3 separate regions of the Mus musculus genome follow, and all the other regions are linked to region 3. A link is a contact called in public Hi-C data. All regions are on one chromosome and are shown on one strand. The core of a region is the stretch at or near the end of the contact, and the rest is flanking DNA. Distances in the headings are between cores, read along the strand shown. Region 1 holds the start of Paxip1 (PAX interacting (with transcription-activation domain) protein 1). Region 2 holds the start of Dnajc2 (DnaJ heat shock protein family (Hsp40) member C2). Region 3 holds the start of Wdr1 (WD repeat domain 1).

The links. A called contact is a pair of places that touch in the nucleus more often than the background predicts.
Region 1: a Hi-C map of muscle stem cells shows a contact between it and region 3, with 6 times the contacts expected there. The contact joins the promoter of Paxip1 here to the promoter of Wdr1 in region 3. A contact is called at or near these places in 2 of 484 Hi-C or Micro-C datasets (muscle stem cells and uterus).
Region 2: a Hi-C map of muscle stem cells shows a contact between it and region 3, with 6 times the contacts expected there. The contact joins the promoter of Dnajc2 here to the promoter of Wdr1 in region 3. A contact is called at or near these places in 2 of 484 Hi-C or Micro-C datasets (CD4 T cells and muscle stem cells).

The regions. Positions count from the first base shown.
Region 1 is chr5:27,789,514-27,794,005 of GRCm38.p6, reverse strand. It overlaps Paxip1 (PAX interacting (with transcription-activation domain) protein 1), which reads left to right and starts at 2,456. Exons shown (of 21, transcript NM_018878.3): 1 at 2,456-2,807. The coding sequence starts at 2,727.
Region 2 is chr5:21,782,673-21,786,577 of GRCm38.p6, reverse strand. It overlaps Dnajc2 (DnaJ heat shock protein family (Hsp40) member C2), which reads left to right and starts at 1,413. Exons shown (of 17, transcript NM_009584.4): 1 at 1,413-1,589; 2 at 3,341-3,531. The coding sequence starts at 1,526. It also overlaps a transcript of Psmc2 not described here.
Region 3 is chr5:38,560,404-38,564,911 of GRCm38.p6, reverse strand. It overlaps Wdr1 (WD repeat domain 1), which reads left to right and starts at 3,213. Exons shown (of 15, transcript NM_011715.3): 1 at 3,213-3,396; 2 at 3,711-3,832. The coding sequence starts at 3,381.

The DNA.
Region 1 (4,492 bases), core at 1,207-3,706, about 11 Mb after region 3:
CTGAGTACAAGAGGAGGCGTTTGGTTGCTGGTTTTAATTGACAGGCATGGATTACTTGGGAAATAAGTCTTTGTTTCCTGAAATTAAGCCATTATGTTTCTGTACAAGCAGAAAATTCTGTATGTACAGTACAAACATTGGAATTCATGGGAGACAGCAGTCCCGAATCTGAGCTGAGGTGTTTCCGCAGCATCTGCTGGCCCTGTATCATATGACCCCTGAATACACAGTGCATGTGTTGTTTCAGAACCAAGGCTTCGTGAAGGGGTACAGTGCGGCATGGGCCAGCATGACCAGAAACACCTTGGATTTACCACACTTTTTAAAATAATTTTTGACCCTTGCATGTTTGGAAACCTTCTACTGCTGCCAATTATTTTCTGATCCGCAAATGGAGTCATGATATAAAGTTTAAGAAGCTAGGCTGCAGCCTATACATTTAAATTGAACTTAGTAATACCTAACTTGGGCTGGAGAGGTGGCTCAGTGGTTAAGAGCACCGACTGCTCTTCCATAGGCCCTGAGTTCAATTCCCAGCAACCACATGGTGCCTCACAACTATTTCTAAGGGAGTCTGATGCCCTCTTCTGGTGTGTCTGAAGAAAGCAATGGTGGTGTAATCATATACATAAAATAAATAAATCTTTTTAAAAAAATACCTAACTTTACTGGGTGTGTAGTCACCTAAACAGAACAACTAAATGAAAACACTGTATACTTATCCAAATGTATTTTTAGTTTATTAAAGATTTTTTAGTTCGTTTGCCTGCATAATTTGTATGTGTAGGGCTTCAGAACTCTTGTAACTGGAGGTGCAGACAGCTGGAAGTTCTCATACACATACATCATTCATACATAGAAACACACATGCACACACACTCTACTGACTTCCAAAGCGCCATAAGAAAATACTATCTCAATCATCTCCTTTGGTTTCTCATGGCAGAGGGGACTGTACTCCCATTACTGTGTTTTCTAGTTTCACATTCACTTTTTGCCTGTGCTTGTAGTACCCAGTGCTTGTAATAGTCTCAGACACCAGAAGGGTATTGGAGCTCCTGGAACTGAAGTTATAGGTGGCTGTGAACATCCGTGTGGATGTCAGGAATCAAATCTGGGTCCTTTGCTAGAGCAGTAAATGATCCTAATTGCCAAGCCATTTGTTTTTAACCTAACTGAACTCAGTTTATCCAACTTAAACAGGGTGCTTATTTTCTGATCGCTGTAAAACAAAATGGCTCTGCTCTGAGTTCGTTTGAGACTATAAGAACATCAACACCCGGGGGGGAGGGGGGGGCGCTGGGGAGATGGCTCAGCGGTTAAGAGCACTGACTGCTCTTCCAAAGGCCGAGTTCAAATCCCAGAAACCACAAGGTACAAGGTGGCTCACAACCATCAGTAATGAGATCTGATGCCCTCTTCTGATGTGTCTACAGTGTACGTACATATTATAATAATAAATACATCTTAAAAAAAAAAAAGAACAACACTCTATCTGCATGAAGGTCACAGAAAACACAAAACTTGATTAAAGAGCAGTATCACGAGTTGCGGGACTTGTCATTCTGCGAGCGCCCCACAGCAGTTTCAGCTTGTCATTGTTTCCTGTAACTTTACACATCCATATTTAATATAATTATCTGCTAAGATAATTTTTATAGATTTTGCTGTTTACCTTTAAAAACTATGTTGACCGAGGGTTGGACGGCTCAGCAGTTCAGAACACTTGGTTCTCTTGCAGCATCTCCAAATTTGGTTCCCAACACCCACGTGTCGTGTAACTTCAGTTCCAGGGGATCCTGAAGCCACCTTCTGACTGTTGTGGGCACCAGACACTCACAGGGTGCAGATACATACATGCAGGGAAAACTCCAATACACGTAGAAAAATGTACATTTATTTAGAGAGTGTGTGTGTAATGTGTGTACGTGTGTGCGCAACAGTGTGCTTGTGGAGGCCAGAGAACAACTTGCTGGAGCCGGTTCTTGCTTGCCATCACGTGTGTCCCAGGGATCGAACTCAGATTGGCGGCAGATGTCTGCCTGCTGAGCTATGTCGCCGGCTCCTACTTTGCTCTTAACCTGCCTCATCGAAGATCAGTTCCCCGCCAACTACCTCAGTAGATGCGGAAGGGGCAGACGAAGGAAAGTAACCATTAGCCAGGGTCTGCCTGACTCTGGGCCGGATCGCGTGCTGTCCAACAGCAGCGCTGGCGACAGCTGAAGAGCGAACGCTGGATTGTTCAGGTCCCCTTCCGTGCCGAGGCTCCGCCTCCTTGGCGCATGCGCTGTCAGGTGGCCGCACGGGGTGACGGGAGTCCCGCCCAGGACCCGCCCCCTGGCTAGTCCACTGCGGCCATGTGAGGGAAATAGTCTCTCTGTGTCCTCGGTTCTCGGTCGTGAAAACTCGGCCGGGACAAGGCTGCCATGTGCCGTACGAACTATTGTAGACCATCAGCACTGATGCCCGAAGCGGTGGTGTAAGGAGCGCTGTGCGGCGCGCAAGGCGGGAGGGTCCCACATACTCCCCTGCCGAGCTGGTGTGGTGGTACGTGCCTCAGGGCGCGCACGGCTCCCGCGCTCCGGGCCTCGGACGGGCGGGGGCGCGGGTCCGAGTGCAGCTGCGGCTGCGGGCCGGGCTGTGCCGCCGGGCAGTAGGCAGAGCTACGACGCTGGGCGCGGCGGGCCGGGTGACGCGGGGCCGGGCGCCGCCGCGCCGCCGCGATCATGTCGGAGCCGGCGCCCGAAGTTCCAGAGGAGCTATTCCGCGAGGTCAAGTACTACGCGGTGGGCGACATCGACCCGCAGGTACCGCCCGCGCGGGGCCCCTCTGCCGGGCCATTCCCCCCGCACGCCCCCGCCTCGTCGCGCGCGCGCCCTGCAGGACCCCAGGCCGGAGCCGCGGGGCACGCCGGGCAGCGAAGGGCCGCGGGAAGGGCCTCGCGAGCACCGACCTAGCGCAGCGGCCGGCCGAGCATCTTGCCGGGGCCCTGCTGAGCGTGTCCCTTGCCAAGGGGCCTGTCCTCCCGGCCCCTGATTTTTCCCTTAGGGTGGATTGTACGGTAGGTATGGAAGGTACCCTTGCTTACACGGTCACCGTGATTCGTGCGTGTGATCGTGGGTCTGAATCCATCCACAGGACAGTGGCTGTGATCGTGGTATCTTCAGGACAGTGCCCCAAACATTTCTTTTCTAAACTATGCTTACAGTTGTGTCGCCTTCGGTGTCTGGTAATGTAAGCTAAACGGGTCCTAAGGAAGGAATTGTCCAAGAGCCACTGAGCTTGGCTTTCCAGAGACTCATACTTGTATCCTAGTAACCAAAGTCCGTTGGGTCTTCGGTTGTGTGATCAGTGATTGTAGCTGACTTTTTCTAGTACCGATCACCCCACTACTACCACCACATTTCTTCTTTTACCCTTTCTTGTTCTTCGTTTTAGGACTTTTGCTCTTATAAGGGCCTTGGACTAAATGTCACTTAAAACCAAGAACACATTGAGCTGCGCTGTTTGCCCAACTATGTGTGAAATCTGAGTGCTTTAAAAAAATCCCCCTTGTAAGCCCTTGTATTCTGAAATAGTGCCTTCTTTAAAAGGTTTAGAGCCAGGGCACCCATTCTTTAAGTTTTGTAATACAGATTGAGGAAGCTCACAGGTGGTGAGCACCCCAGTACAGTCTGGGCATCGGGCCTGGTACACGGAGTGCCGTAGAAGAGTGCCCTTGAATACTGAGTCCTACAAATACAACAGGTGGAGGTGCTGGAGGTGTTGAGTGTTAAACGGATATTGAGTCCAAGAAGTTGTTTGTGTGGAGTGCGTGTGCTAGGCATTAAAGGCATTTGTGTATACTTGGCCCGAGTCCTGACGGTCACTGGGCATAGTTACAGTGTGGCTCCTGTGAGATGGAATTAGTAATGCGCAGTTTGAGGAGGTTTGAGTGTCCTTGCGAATACAGAGAAAAGATGGACAGCGCAGTCAGACTTGTTTCTGGAAATTTGTCATGAAGAGAAAGCCCTGGGACCTGAGAAGGCGAGGCCAGGGAGGGCTTGCTGTGTTCATGTTTCTGAGTGATGCGAGGCTAAAGCCGGTGGATGAAGTCTGTGTATGAAGGTAAAGTTACTTGGTCCAGGGAAGCCAGCTCGTGGCTGGGGACTGTCGGTTTTCCATGCAGTGGGTACAGACCTCCTCGGCTGCTCCAGTTCTGAGATGGTGCTTGCAGACTATTCGAGACTGCATTGCTTTCAGCTCTTCCTTGACTCCGGCCTGCACACCACTGTCAAGTTGTTCTCCTCTGATGCCTGGTGGCTGCCTCGTTGACTCTCAGAACTTTGACTCCCATCTGCAATAGGTTATCTCTGGAGAGCCACATTCCTCTCTCAATGTGACCGAGAGACTCTCACCAGATCACACAGGACCAAAAGTAGTGTGCCCACACTGAAACCCAGCAGTGCCTCTTCCTCTCTCTGCTTCCAGTCAATCCCTCCGAGAGATGCCC
Region 2 (3,905 bases), core at 164-2,663, about 17 Mb after region 3:
GTCCAAGATTAGCCCTAGCTCAGTTGATGACCTAAAATCGTGATTTAGTCACTAGTAAATAATACACATAGGCGGGTAGTTTATTTCATCTCTAAATAGTTTGCCTCGCAAGACTGGAAAGGCGCTACAGAGCAGGCCTTGTAGAATGCCTGGCAGTTTGGACGCAGTTAATTGGTGGCTAGATCTACAAATTGAATAAAGATAATGCATTTCTGTTAGGGAGTGTGTATCCAGGTTATACAAAGATCCACAACAAGAAAGGAATCTGGTTGTTATGACAGGAAAGGAGGAGGGAAGATTAAAAGATAGAGGGAAGGAAAGTAGGTAAAGAATTTGGACATATTTCTCTAGAGGAGATACACAAATGCCAATAAACGGACGCATGAAAGGATGTTAAAATCAAAAGCACGTCATTCTCTTTAGGATGGTTCCTCCTCCTCCTCCTCCTCCTCCTCCTCCTCCTCCTTCTCCTCCTCCTTCCCCTCTCTCTTTCTCTCTCTCCTTCTTAAGACTGGCTCTGCGTGGTCCTGGCTATCTAGCAACAGATCAGGCTGTCTGAGAACTTAGAGGTATCTGCTGCGACAAAGGCTGTGCGCCACCATGACCGACCCATGGATCACTATTATGTTTAAAAAGAAAGTTTGACCGGATGTTGAAAAAAAAAATAGATGCTGTTTACACTGTTGGTGTAAAATACTGCAGTGCTTGCGAAAAACTGAAAATAACTAAAATAAAATCTATATAAACTAGTTATCCTACTGCTAAATATCAAATGCCAAAAAGTTGGAAATAGGATTTCAAAGAGATCCGTGTACAGCCCTATTTATAGCTGCATTAGCAAAGGCCAAATGAAGAATAACCCAAGTACCCAAATACATAAGATGGGTAAACAAAAATGTGGTTATGGGAATATAGTATTATTTGGCCTTAAAAAAATAAATTCTGTGACCATTATACTAGTGAATACACCGCTCACATAGAGACAATGTTATAATATATAACATTATTAATATAACAATACAATGATATATAGTTATATGATTCCACTTTTATGAGGTACCTAGAGATTGGTGGTAGCTCAGCACTTGGGAGATTTAAACAGGATATTCACAAGTTAGAGGCCGGCCTGGGTGACAAAAGTGAGTGAAGTTCTTTTTCAAAATTATTTCCTCCGTCTTGCTCTCACGTGAAAAAACAAACAAAAAAACAAAACAAAAACCAAAACAATCCTTTTCACGTAGGAACTGATGCGTCTAGGAACTGTTCCTTCGAGCTCCTTGGTCTCCGGTCGGTTTAGAGTCACAGAGGAAGTAGGCGGCCGCGCGCATTGGCGCGAGGCCGTGGGGGTGGGGTTGGCGGCCGCGCCGTGCGAGCCCCATCCCGGAAGTGCTCACTGGTCGTCTCCATGCGCCGGCTCCGGGGCGTAAAGCCTAGGCGCGAGGCTCAGACCACAGGTAGTGCGGACGCGGAGGGCCCTGCCTGCCGGCCGTGAGCCGCGGCGTCCGCGGGACCAGCCCCAACCAGCATGCTGCTCCTGCCGAGCGCCGCGGAGGGCCAGGGCACCGCCATCACCCACGCTCTGACCTCCGGTACGTGCCCACCAACCCAGTTTCCGCCCTGCCTCGGGCGCCCCTGCCCCAGCCCTGTCCCTAGCAACCCCTGGCTCGGTAGCCTTGACCCCGGCAATCTGCTCCGGGACTCGGGGGACTGTGACGAGCCCCTGCTGCTCAGTGCTGTAATTTGAAGTGTCCCCGGTTTCTCGGAAAGGAGGGTGGGGGCGTCTTCCTTGTGCACCTGTGGTTCCTTCATCCTGGTGAGGCTGCTGACTCACGGAGCGGGCTGAACAGCTGAGGACCGAGCCCTCCTGTACCCCGAAAGGCCCCCTAAGGCACCCCCCCTGCCCACGGCGGAGCGACCCCGCTGCACGCACCCGCGTGCCGGGAGAGATACAAAGCCTTGTAAACGCTGTTCAGCCCTTCGCCTCCACCTTTGCTCCCGGCTGTGTATTTTGCTTGTCGGAACTCAGAACTTCCTCATTCCGTTGGAAGCCCCCTGTGAATGCTCCTGGACAGCTTGGCGTACACCAAGGATGGTTAAAAGCACAACTTAGCCTCCTGCTGTAGGGGTTTTGGTTTATAGCCCTGCACGCCAGAAAGTATTTCAAGTGTCGGGTCTCTCATTTTAATGATCTACATTAATTCCCATAGCCGCTTACCGTGGGCACTTGTTGAATATAATTTTTAAATGTTTCCCATGGCACGTGTTGCGTTTGTGTGTCGCGGTAATCCTGTAGTGAGGGAAAGGCTTCCAAGACACGGTTTTGAAAGCCACGCCCCCGCTACTCAGCCGGTTCATTTTCGCGTTTGACTCCTCTCCTGTGTTAGGTGGAGGAAATCTTAATATCATAAGCCAGTTAAAACGTGAAAAAGAAAGGGTCTTAGAAAATGATGCCCACAAATTGTGCACCAGAAAATTGCCCTTTGATTTCTTAAGAAATTAAAATTATGATCTTTTTTCCTGACACAGATTACCATTTTTTAATTTCTGTTATACATATCTACAGTTATTTATTCCATGTTACTTTCTCTACAACAGTTTAAAGCTTTAAAACTGCATTCGAATATTCTAGGAACTGGGTGAGATAGGTATTGTTTCCATCCTGAAATGATTCAATCTGTTTCAAGAAATTTACAGTTCTAGATTAAAGCCCTGAAATTCTGGGTTTACATCCAGCCTGTGTTATTAAGACATAGAAACGGTAATGAGTTCTCAGCATTGGCTTGGAAAATTGTCTATTTCAACAGATTATTGTTAGAGAATCCTTAGAATTATTAACCATTTTAATAGCTAATCTGTTAATAATTAAGATCGCATGAGTGTGCAGTCTTTGTTTTTTGGTAGCTTTTTATCATTTTTTTTATTACTATTACTCGTTTCTTGCCTTCCCTTCTCACATCATCAGGAAAATATTGATTAGCTGCTGAAATTATTTTCTTATGCTTAAAAAAAATAACTGATCAAGTGTTTTTGAGTGCCACACAGCATGTGTGCAGAGATCAGAAGAAAAGTCCATGGAGTCAGGTCTCTCCTACCTTCATATGGGTTCTGGGCATTGAGCTCACCTCATCAACCTTAGTGGCACATCAACTGGAAGAGACTGCTGGAATAAAAAGATGTTACCAATGATAATTTGTTACCCAGGGTGCAACTGGGATTTTTATAGTTGGTGGTTTTAAAATTATATTCTGACATCATTGTTCTGCTCTCCCTAAGAAACTGTGTGGCCTTGAAATAGATGTGTTCCATGCAATAAATTAAGTCTTACTGTTCTCCCTCACAGCCTCTTCAGTCTGTCAAGTTGAACCTGTGGGAAGATGGTTTGAAGCTTTTGTTAAGAGGAGAAACAGAAATGCTTCTACATCTTTTCAGGAACTGGAAGATAAGAAAGAGTTGTCAGAGGAATCAGAAGATGAAGAGTTACAGTTAGAAGAATTCCCCATGCTGAAAACACTTGATCCCAAAGATTGGAAGGTATTTGCTATGCAGAGCTTTCGCTCATTCAGAGCATCAAACTTAGGCTGCATTCCTAGTTTCCCATTAGTACCCTGTATTTTAAGGCAGTTCAACATGATAGTCATAAGTAAGCTCTTAATTGCTAAGCCCATAGTATGCTGTTTCAGCCATAGCTGTCAAGCAAGCCTTCACAGCGAAAAGTAATGTCTCTGGGAATGGTGATGTGCACCTATAAACGGAGGACTTGAGAAATGGAGATGGGAAAGTTAGAAGTTCAAAGGCCTTGACTACACAGCAGTTAGAGACTAGCCTGGGCTACATAAAGCCCTATCTTTTAAAAAGCAGACAACAAACTCCAGCAGATCTTTAAAACAGGAGTGGCAGTTAATGAA
Region 3 (4,508 bases), core at 1,964-4,463:
CAGGCAGGAGAGGTAACTCGAGGACTTCAGGGGCCAAAAGCTGAGTAGATGGATAAGGTGACTAAGACCAGTTGGGGGTATCGGCTCAGGAGCTCCAAGACCAACTTCTCAGCACAAAGATGTATTTGCACCAGACAGACAAAGAGCAGGGAATAAAAGACAAAGAAGATAGAAACAAGGGAGAAAAGGAAAGGAACAGGGGCGAGGAGAGAAGTGTATTTGTTTAGGAAGAGAGCAACAAATGATTGCCTCTGGATAGAGAGGAGACAAGCTTGGCCCCTAGGCAAATGGCAGTTTATAAATGTAAAAGGGGTAACCTTATGTTAGGATGAGGTGTTTAATTTTAATTGGGCATGTTAATTAGGTGACCCAAAGAGGATTTTTAATTACTGGACTTCAATACTTTGATAGCTGGACCTTGGTAGTCAGCCTCAGGTGGAGGAAGTGGACACGTAAGGGAATGTACCTTGGTGGCTAGCTTTAGGAATGTAATCTAATGGGTTTGTAGCAAGGCAGGGGGGAATGGGGAGAAGAGCAAGGCCTGCCAAAGCCATGTTTACCATGCTCAGGCTGGCTAGAGTCCCTTCAATCTTACTGGCCACAGTGGTCGACTCTATGCATAATCAAGGAGCCAGAATAGGCCCAAGTGCTGAGGCAGCTTGGAGCAGAGTAGCAGTGGTAAGAAAGCACAGATTCAAGCTAAGGGCTTTCATAAACACTGGATTCAATGACGGACCGAATGTGGAGGATGAGGTTGGGTGAGGTTTCTGCCGTTGCGATGAGGCTGGACCACTCCGTAGTCAGTGTGGGAAAGAACAAGCCAAAGGAGCCTGCAATGAGGAGGGAGGGGCAGGCAGGGCATTCATCTCAGTTGGCCCGTGTGTCTGTTTGAAGAGCTAGCAGCTTTTAAGACTCCCATAGACAGTGATGGAGGCATCTGGGTACAAAGACAAAGTGGTTACAAGTGGCCAGGCTAATTTCTAGAGACTGAAGTCATTGTATGGACACATCAAGTGTTTCCTCACTTGACTTCCTGCTGGACAAACCTAGCTGCTTGACTCCAAACATTAGTGCTGGCAGGTGTAGCCAATCTGTTCCTTGCATGGGAACTTCAACTATTTCACACACCCGAGTGCCCCCTCTACTAAAACCTGGAAAACTTGACGCATGGTACATGATTTTTTAAAGTGCAACAGAGTCTGGATTCTGCCAGAGAGCTTGGCCCCAAAGTGTTTTGTAGGATCACTCTCAGTGTCAGTACCAAGGCTTGATGCACATAGGACAGCTATCAGCTTGTAAAGAGCTTGGAGCTGGTGTTACCCCAGCAGTCTTTGTACCATGCTGAGTGGGAACTTTAGTGTGGTTTAGAAAGGTTATCGCTGTTATCTAAAACAATTCTAGTAAATAAGAAAGTCACAGTCTACACTATCTTCTGTCCCAGAATCCTAGGACAGACCTCTTGCTTGTTGAAAATATCCCTAGCACATCCCTAGGACAGTGCTCGACCAGACCCAGGGAAAGTGTCTTTCATCTGCACAGTGCAGTGAGGTCGCTAGAAGACTAACAGTGGGACTGTTCTGAAATCATAATTGTAGTTAAGGAGCCATGTGTTGCTGGTGGGCAGTTTGGTGGTTCTATGGCAACATCAACAATGCAAATGGGGAAAGCAAACTAAGGACCCCAGGAAGTTGCAGTGTAAAGGCTGGGACAGACAGGTGAATCATTGAGATAGTAGCTGGAAGTCACCACTTTTGAGAGAAATTAACCAGGTGGTACTGGCATTCCTTCTAGGCACCACCCCACAGTTCCCTGCAACAAACAGGTATGCCTGACTCACTATAAAAGGGGCTACTTGCCCCTTCCTCATTCTCTTCTCTTGCTCCCTTCCTCTTCTGTCCCTTTTCTTCCGGATCCCCGCCCCCCCCCCCCAAACCAACTCCAAATGTTCATGGCTGGCCTCTACTCTGTCTTTCTGTCTCTACTATCCCCTCAACTCTCCTCCCCATGTCCTAAATAAGCTATTTCCATATTATACTGTTCTGTGGCTGGTACCTCAGGGGGAGGGGATGCCTCAGTTCAGGATGGGCCCTCAGAGGCACCCCTTTCCCCCACAACATACTGCACCTCCACCAAACATATCCCTGGCTTCTTTTTCTTTTCTTTTCTTTTTTTATATAAAACATAACAGGTGGGATCCCTAGACAAGCAATCCTGGCAAACAAAAGGTCACAGAGGGCAGGGGGTAACATTCATAGAACCTTAAAAATACTAGTCTATCAGCACAAGAGACTAGGTACTAAGGAAAACAGACTTTTCAAAAAATACTGAGGTTCCCACACAGGACCTACCGAGTACACTTAAACTCTTCTCTACGAAACCTGGGCACTCCTATAGGCTATAAATTCATTTAACTGCTAACTAGATGGCAGTTAAGATTAAGATAAGCTAGAGGAGAATCAGGTGGGTGTCCAGGTGAACCAGGAGAGTGGGGTGGGACTGGTCCGCAGGGTAATTAACAAACCTGGCTCCAAAGCAGAAATGGACTTTTTCATTTGCTGCAAATTCCTAAGAGCTCTCCTTTGAAAGCCCACTTTCCGGGTTTCCAACTAGGGCTTCAGAACTTTTCAATCAAGTAACCAGAGGACTTCATCTTGCCCTAATCAAAACCTGCGAGACTCAGAAAATTCCAGGTTTTGCTTTCTTTCCCTCTCCATGAAAAGAATTCCACCCTCACGCCCTCCCCAGAGCGTGTTAGGAAACAACCCCTGCCATCCTTAAGAATTACAGTTCTTTATTCTTGGCTTCTTTGCTACTAGGAAGTTTCATGCAGGAGGGAGAGGGAGTGAGACGGGGAAGTTCCTAAACATACCCAGTGAAAGGCAAACAAACAAAACCCCATACGCCCAGTGGCTTCAAGTCTTTTGCAAGCCGGGGCGCCAAGCTGGCGTTGGAAAGCTCGAGAAAGATCTGCTCCACAAGAAGGCTCCCGGTGCAAAGGCAGACAGCCCAAGAAAAAAAACCCTCCCGCCCCGCACCTACAACCCTCCGCGCCGCCTTTTCACGGGTCGCGTCACGTCACTTCCGGGGCGGGCCCGCAAGCGGGGCGGGGCGGTGTCCGCGCAGGCTCGTGGGGCTGCAGCCTCCGAGCCGAGCGCTTGACTATATATGGTCAAAGCTGGGGGCGAGCCGCGCCGGGGCCGCGCTTCCGGGTTGGGTTGTCCGCAGCGGTAGCGCGCGGGGCAGGCGCGTACGGGTCTCGGAGCCGGGTCTCGGACCGCCCCCTCCGCGCCCGGCACGCCCGGCGCCGCCTTCCGCGCTGTCCCTGGGCTCGGCCACTGCGAGGTTCCACTCGAGCGCAGCGCCGTAACAAGTGGGCGAGGATGCCGTACGAGATCAGTGAGTGCGTGGGCCTCCGCGCGCGGCCGCCGGCTTCTGGGGTCGGGTGCAGGCGGGAGGGCGCGGCCGGGGTCTTGCACGGCCGCGGGGGTGCGGGCCGGGGACCCCGGAGTGGGCGTTGTGGACTGGGCCGGCCGAGCTGCGGGAGGGACCCCGGGGCCTGACCGCCGCCGCCCGGGAAGTCCGCCGGTCGTGCCCGCAGGCGGCAACAGGTGACCGGCTCGGGACCCCCAGCGCTGACTGACTGCAACTCCCTGGGTCCCGCGAGGCCGGGATTGCCCCTCATGCACCGTGCCGGGTTTGTATCTCCCCAGAGAAGGTGTTCGCCAGCCTCCCCCAGGTGGAGCGGGGCGTCTCTAAGATCCTCGGTGGAGACCCCAAGGGCGATCATTTCCTCTACACCAATGGCAAGTGCGTCATCCTAAGAAACATCGATGTGAGTACTCTTGTGCCCGGCGGGGCCTGCTTCCGTCCCTACCCTGCGAGCTACCTTCAGAGTCGGGAAATTCTTGCCCTTCCGCCCCCTCACCTCCCAGTCAGTTGGCCTGGGGAGAGGGGAGCCACGCCCCTTCTGCCCAGGAGCCACACCTTGGAGGCTCAGTGGACTGGACTGGACTGGTGGTGGTGTCATCCACCTCTACCCCCACAGCCCCGTAGACTGGCAAACTAAGACTTGGGTCTCTTCAGTCCTTAGAGCCAAGGGCTTTGAGTCTGCTGCTGCTTGATCATGGGGTGGCTGTTGATTGGCCCTTCCTGAGCCCAGTTTCCGCATTGGGGAAATGGAGATAGGGAAATGATCCTCCACTTCCCCTGGCTGCCTTGGCTGGCTGAATGAGCTGGTCAGCTGTCCTAATGCTGTCTGTACCTGGCATAAATGGAGCACTTGGTAAATGGCCCTTGTGCTTAATCATCCTAATACCCTGGGCTTCCTGGTATGCTAGAGCCCAGGCCTACACACCCTGTCCTCTGAATGCCAACTGTTACAGACTTGAGTCTCTGAGAGGAAACAGGAACTAGTGAATTCCTCTGGATGGTTCTCTGAAAATGACCTGCTGTCCCCAGAGCAGCAGCTTTTTGGGAGGCCCTTGCAAATTCATGTTTTTTTCCTCTGG